Linked DNA regions of Mus musculus: region 2 is linked to region 1. A link is a contact called in public HiChIP or PLAC-seq data. All regions are on one chromosome and are shown on one strand. Each heading gives the region's core, a stretch centred on a gene start, on an enhancer-like site or on the middle of the called end of the contact. The rest is flanking DNA. Distances are from core to core; before and after follow the strand shown. Region 1 holds the start of Grwd1 (glutamate-rich WD repeat containing 1). Region 2 holds the start of Ldha (lactate dehydrogenase A).

Evidence for each region. HiChIP or PLAC-seq counts read pairs in DNA pulled down with a chosen protein or histone mark.
Region 2: a contact with region 1 is called in an HNF4G HiChIP or PLAC-seq map of pancreatic cancer cells. The contact joins the promoter of Ldha here to the promoter of Grwd1 in region 1. A contact is called at or near these places in 1 of 39 promoter capture datasets (cranial neural crest) and 1 of 115 datasets of contacts at active chromatin or transcription factors (pancreatic cancer cells).

The regions. Positions count from the first base shown.
Region 1 is chr7:45,829,485-45,832,384 of GRCm38.p6, forward strand. It overlaps Grwd1 (glutamate-rich WD repeat containing 1), which reads right to left and starts at 1,305. Exons shown (of 7, transcript NM_153419.2): 1 at 1,111-1,305; 2 at 808-925; 3 at 498-660. The coding sequence starts at 1,297. It also overlaps a transcript of Grin2d not described here.
Region 2 is chr7:46,844,181-46,847,372 of GRCm38.p6, forward strand. It overlaps Ldha (lactate dehydrogenase A), which reads left to right and starts at 1,624. Exons shown (of 8, transcript NM_010699.2): 1 at 1,624-1,737.

The sequences.
Region 1 (2,900 bases), core at 55-2,554:
AACAAACTACAAGCTTTCTCTTGTTCCCTTTCCCACTAGTATGTTATGTTCATGGGCCCAGAGCTTTCTGTCTACAGGCTAAACCTTCTGGGAATAATGTAACAGATACAGGTCCAACAGAGACAGGTCCAGCTACGGGTTGGCTTTTGCTCTACATGCTCCTTGTATACCGTCTCCCTTTTTTGCTCATCTACCTGATCATAAAGTGCTCTATTTATTGAACTTGAGGTGAGCGCTCTACCACTAAGCTGCCTTTGAACTCATTCTATCCTGCCTCAGTTCCTAAGCAACAGCTCAGTAACACCCTTGCGTTTCACCACAATCAGGAGCTGTTTCAGCCTTTATTATCTGTTTATCAGCTCATAGAGTGAAAATGTCTGAAAATGAGGGGGGAGGGAGAGAAGCTGAGGGGCTGGAGGAGGTACTGAGAGACATTTGGATCTAGGGGGAGGGGTGTGCTGCAGAGAATCCTTAACAAGCCCCTGGAAAGACTGTACCCGAACTCGGTTGATGCCACCGTAGTGAGGAACCATGGCCAGTTCCAGCTGAGGTTTCTGCTCCTCCTCATCCTCTTCATCTTCATCTTCCTCATCGTCATCACTGCCCTCTGAGGGTGACGGCCTGGTGCCATGGAGATTGTGCATCCGAAGCATCATCAGTCTGGGGAAGCAAATACGGGTTAGAAACTGAGTGCCGGGATGTTGAAGGAGGAGGGAGGCTGGGGTCCCAGACTTTTAGGTCTGGCATTAGCAGAGAGCCCTAATGCGTGGGGCCTTGTGGATGTCTTGCAAAGGTCCTGGGTCTCACCTATTGCTCTGGGCGCTCTCCGCCTGGGTTCCCGCACACAGGTAAAGACTGAGAGGGAGCTCTGTCCGGTTGTCGCCCAAGTGATCTCGAACTATGTCAAAGCTGAGACAAGGGGCGCCTAGGGATGGGCGGGGAGATTAGAGTTGCTGAGTAGGAACGAGAGACTGGGAACTCGGCCTCCACCTCCTCCAAAGGCCGGCAGTCTGCAGGGTCACAATCCTCAGACTCCAGACCCTTCGTCCCCCAGACCCCAAGACAGGCCTTTCATTTCCCTGGACCCGAGAGTCAGGTCCCTCTGCCTACCAGTTTGCGCACGATGGTACAGCACGTAGGCCTCTTCATCCATTACCAGCTCCTCTCCCTCGCTCAGTGGCGGCCCTCTGCCGGGCAGGTAGACCTGGGATGGGCCTTCGGTTCCTGGGTCGCAGGTTTCAGCCTCCATGGGTTCTCCGGTTTCACACGTGCGACTCCGGCCCTTGCGCGCCGCCATCTTCGAACCTTCTTGCCCCGGACGCGAAGTGAGAGCGTCACTTCCGGGTTTCACCTCCCACAGTCTAAGACCCGTCCCACTGTACTGTTACCTTGGAAACCTGTGAACCAGCCAGAAGAAGGTAATGCGCAGAGAGATGGCCGCCACAAAGTAACCGCGTCCTGGCTCAGTGAGAAGACTTATATTAGGAGCAATTTTGTCTTTCGTGTGACCTTGGGGAATTCTTCCGCGCAGCAATGGCAAGACCTTCTGGGAGTTGTAGTTCTACAGAAGTCCTCGGCTTCAGAGCCCTCTCCATCTTCCACCTTTCATTCCCAGGGTTGTCTTTCCATTTAGTTAATTATTCATGTATGTAAACGAGCACTTACTGGCAAGGAGACTGGGCTTCTGTTCCCCGAGGACCTTTAAGGCCGATTTCTTCTCCTCTCCTTGTTATGATGGTTTTAAATTATTTCAAAATGCTTTAGGGTAGACAGGCTGGACATTATGTATAAGTTAGTGGATTGGATCTATCCTCCAGGGGCAGACCATTTCCCAACCAGGCATTCCCAGGGCAGCTCTGGTCAGCAGGCACTTAATCAGAAAGTCTCTCTTGAGGCTGCTGCTACAACTGAGTCAGCTCTCTTTATCTACCCATGTACACCCGAGTTTTGGTTAATTGGAGTAATGAAATATTGGAAACAGATCCTCACTGGTGAGATTAAGGAGATTCAAGGCGTGGGTTGGCCACTCTCCATTTGCATAAAATAACCCATCAAATCATTCTTGCCAGTAGCAAGGAGTAGGTCTCTAGATTTGGTCCTAATTTGTGCATCCCTTTTTGTATCTCTACTCTTGGGGGTGTTGTCTCTGCCCTGTCACCTCTCCACCCCTCTCCCCTGGACTCTTGCCGCTTCCTGGGGTTGACTGTGCTTTCCCCAATCTCCTGTTTTCTAGGACTGGGGACTGAACTCAGGGTGTTATGAATATTACAACACCCTGCCTCCGCTACACCACCAGCCCAGTTTCTGTTGTCTGACTGTCCTCCCTAAGGACTCAGTTCTCAGTTTCCATTTTTCTCCAGAGAAGTTGAAGGGACAGACACAGAACTCAGGCTTGGACTGAGGAGGCGTAAAAACATGGTTTTATTCCAAACACTGCAGTGTAGGAGCGGGAGAGGGGAGGAAAGGTCAGGTGTGGGCTCCCAGACCCTCCTCTCAGCCCAGCCTCAGACCCTGCTGAAATCTGGGAAAGGAGACCTGGGGGTGGAGTGTCTGCTGGATTATCACTGAAGGGTCACAAATAAGGGCTGGACTTGAAGATGTGATTGGTGGCATCTGGGGTGGTAGGTGAGTGGGGGGAGACAGGTAAAGGTAGGACTTTCGTGGAGGAGAGGTCATAGGTCAGAGCCAACAAGGATCTAAAAGGGAGGGGTCATTGAGGTCTGACATGAAGGGTCACAGTCTGGTCGGGGCACAGTCTGGGGTCAGATGATCATTTTAGGTGTTGGAAGTCACAGTCTGGGGTCAGGGGTTTCTGTGTGGCGGGGCCAAGGTCTGGAGTCACAGTTTGGCATACGCGTCTCACAGTTTTGAGTCCTGATGAATGAAAGGTTAAAAACAGG
Region 2 (3,192 bases), core at 374-2,873, 1.0 Mb after region 1:
ACAGTATAGGGTGATGAAAAGAGGGAGTTTCCATTCTGTGGGTATATGGGTCTAAGGGAAGGGAAGAAACAGTATCCCTTCCCAGAATCCTTCTGGGGTCAAAGGAGCTTGTGTGCACATGAGGTTTCCACACGTGTGTTTTCCGCACAAAGCAATTTCCTAGCAGATGAACCTGGCCTGGGCATCTGATAACCCAGTTTACATTCTGCTTAGAGCACTGTATTCCACAGGTTAATAGTTCAGTCCCATGGGACTGCCCCCAATCTAAGACCATAAGCACAAGTAGTTACTACATCTCCACCTGTGCTTCCCCCTCACCACTCTACACTGAGGTATCCACAAGGCTCTCCTCTTCCTCTTGCTTGCTACTTGCTCTGGTGTCTCTTAGAACTCACCTTCACTTTTTTCTTTTAAAAAGTTAAATTTCATTTCTCTTGTTCTGACTTTTTTAAAAAAATAATTTTAACTATATATAGGGGGAGAGAGACTCTATGAAGGTCAAGAGGGTATTGGAACCTCTGGATCTGGAGTTACAAGCTTTTGTGATATTAATGGCAGAGCCATCTCTCCAGGTCCAACTGTTTGACTTTTTAATTTTTTTAAATTTGCGCTCTGCTGAGGGACTCAGGCCTTGGTGTATGCAAGACAAGTGTCCCTGTCCTGGCCACACTCCTAGCCTGTTGTTTGTTATAAAAGAGATCACAAGGGATACAGACAAGCGAAAATAAGGGGGGGCTGTGAGCTTCATTCCCTCTCACATGATCCCTGCATATCCAGCACCCTGCAACCAGCTTGTTCAAATCTTGCTCAAGACTGTAATAGACCTTAATCTGCAGTGAACACATCCCTTCCGGGGAGATGGGTGAGCAGGGTTGAAAGTCACAGTTCTTCCCATCACTAAGGAAATCAAAGCAGTTGCAAACTCCATTTCACATCCTATCAGTGGTGGAGTACCTTAAGATTCACATACGGTTGATCGGGAGCTGGGAGAGGAACAGGAACTGGCCTCACAGCTTAATGAGACCTCTAGAAAGACGTTTAAAGGCAGAGGGGGTGTGTGAAAACAAGCAAGGGCCCTGATACTCCTTGGTAAGGCTAAACACAAATGCCTGCGGGATGGCATGGGAGAGGGCAGATATGGATGTAAGCTGGCAAGCCATCAGAAGCTGAGCCGCACCCCCCTCCCCCCATGGTTTGGGAGATGGAAGTGGGGCAGGAGAAAGGCCCATCTGATAGGCTGCTATGGCGGATAGACCGGCACGGTGCTGGCATGTGCTTTCACACAATATTTACTGAAGGCCTGTTGCTTGCCAGGAGTTGTTCCCGGCGCCGGGAACAGCAATGAAGAAAGTGACCAGGGTTTTTTCTGAGTCTCACAAGTTTTCCGGTGAAGGAGGCGGAGGATCGATGCATTTCGGGCTCCTGCTTCTGAGGCTGAGGAGCATGTCGGGTTGGCCTTTCTTTGGGGTGTCGCAGCACACGTGGAGCCACTCTTGCAGGGACATCGTGCTGCGCGCGCCGCCCCGGTCTCGGTGGCGCCTAGCCCGGCTGGACGCCCGCCCCCGGCCCAGCCTACACGTGGGTTCCCGCACGTCCGCTGGGCTCCCACTCTGACGTCAGCGCGGAGCTTCCATTTAAGGCCCCGCCCGCGTGCTGCTCTGCGTGCTGGAGCCACTGTCGCCGAGCTCGGGCCACGCTGCTTCTCCTCGCCAGTCGCCCCCCCATCGTGCACTAGCGGTACGGTTGGGCCCCACGCTGCCGGCACAGGGGGTCCCTATCCGGGGTGGAGGTGCAGGGTGTTCAGATTTGGGCACGCGTGGGCTACTGTGCTTTGGGGAACTGAGCAGGCGGCCCCACCCAGCCTGGGGCGGCGAGACCCGTGTAAAGAGGACTAAGGGGTGGCTGGCCTGAAGGTTGGGAGCCACCGAACGGGGGCGAGGGAGCGGTGCGAAACTTGAGCTCCCGTAACTCGAGCCCATGGGGGCCGAAAAAGCCTTGGCACGTCCGGGGCGGGTGCTTCGGAGCAGCCGTGCGGTTTGCATTTTCCTTTGCGTGGGCTCGGTGGAGTGGTTGTTTCCTGCAGATTATAGGGCGCTCTTGCCCTAAACGCATTTTGTTAAGAGGCTCGCTCCTGGTGTGACTGGGGATCGTGCTAAGCGCGCTGCGTGCGGAGAGGAAGCGGGAAGAGTCGCAGTCCTTCCTCTGCACCCTAGACGGAAGGAGGAAACCTGTAGCTGAGAGGCCTGCGACACCCATCGGGTCGTAGGTGGGAAGTAGAGGCACCCTGTCCTAATAGAGCACAGACTTGAGGTTTGCGTGAAGTAGATTCTCTGAGGGAAGAGCCCCACGCCCTGCCCCCAGTCAGCAGAGACCTCACAAGGCTGTCTAGAAATAGCAGCGGTTGTAAGGAGACCGGATTCCTGCTTGATGGCCCTAGGCTGCTTGCCCAGAGATCTTGTCCAGTCCTTTTGCACTTTGGAACGATTTCAAAAATAGACATGGTGCTTGCTGGGAAAGGTGGCCATCGCGGGGGTGGGAGTGGGCTCCAGGCCTCAGGCCCTCCGCAATTGTATCCCCATTTTGGAACTGAAGAAATTTCCCTTAGCGGCCACATCCTGGGTAATGAGGCCCCGCCCTGGTGGGTGAAGGCCCTAATCCTGTTAGTGGCATTTGAGATCTCACTCTGGCACCAGGCTAAGGTGGCTGCCAGCTCCACTTCACCGCGCTTGTGCTTTGGGCTCTAGTAAGGGCCAAACTTTGACGCCGAACTGCCTGCCAGAGGTCTCATCCATGGCCAGCAGTCGCTAGACCTATATATATGACACCTGATTCTGAAATTGCGCACGCGCACTGCCTTCCCCCGCCTGCCAGTCTTCTGGATCTGGGCTGGTCATACAACTTGGGTTCTTGCGGGGGTGGGGGGGTTAGGAAGGAAGCTTGCGCGTGCGCAGGCTTAAGCACGTTGCTATGCCTTGGGGTCGCACCTTGTGGCCGTTATTGGCGCCCTCTGCTCTTGATTTTTGGTACTTCCTGGAGCAACTTGGCGCTCTACTTGCTGTAGGGCTCTGGGTGATGGGAGAAGAGCGGGAGGGCAGCTTTCTAACCATATAAGAGGAGATACCATCCCCTTTTGGGGTTCATCAAGATGAGTAAGTCCTCAGGCGGCTACACGTACACGGAGACCTCGGTATT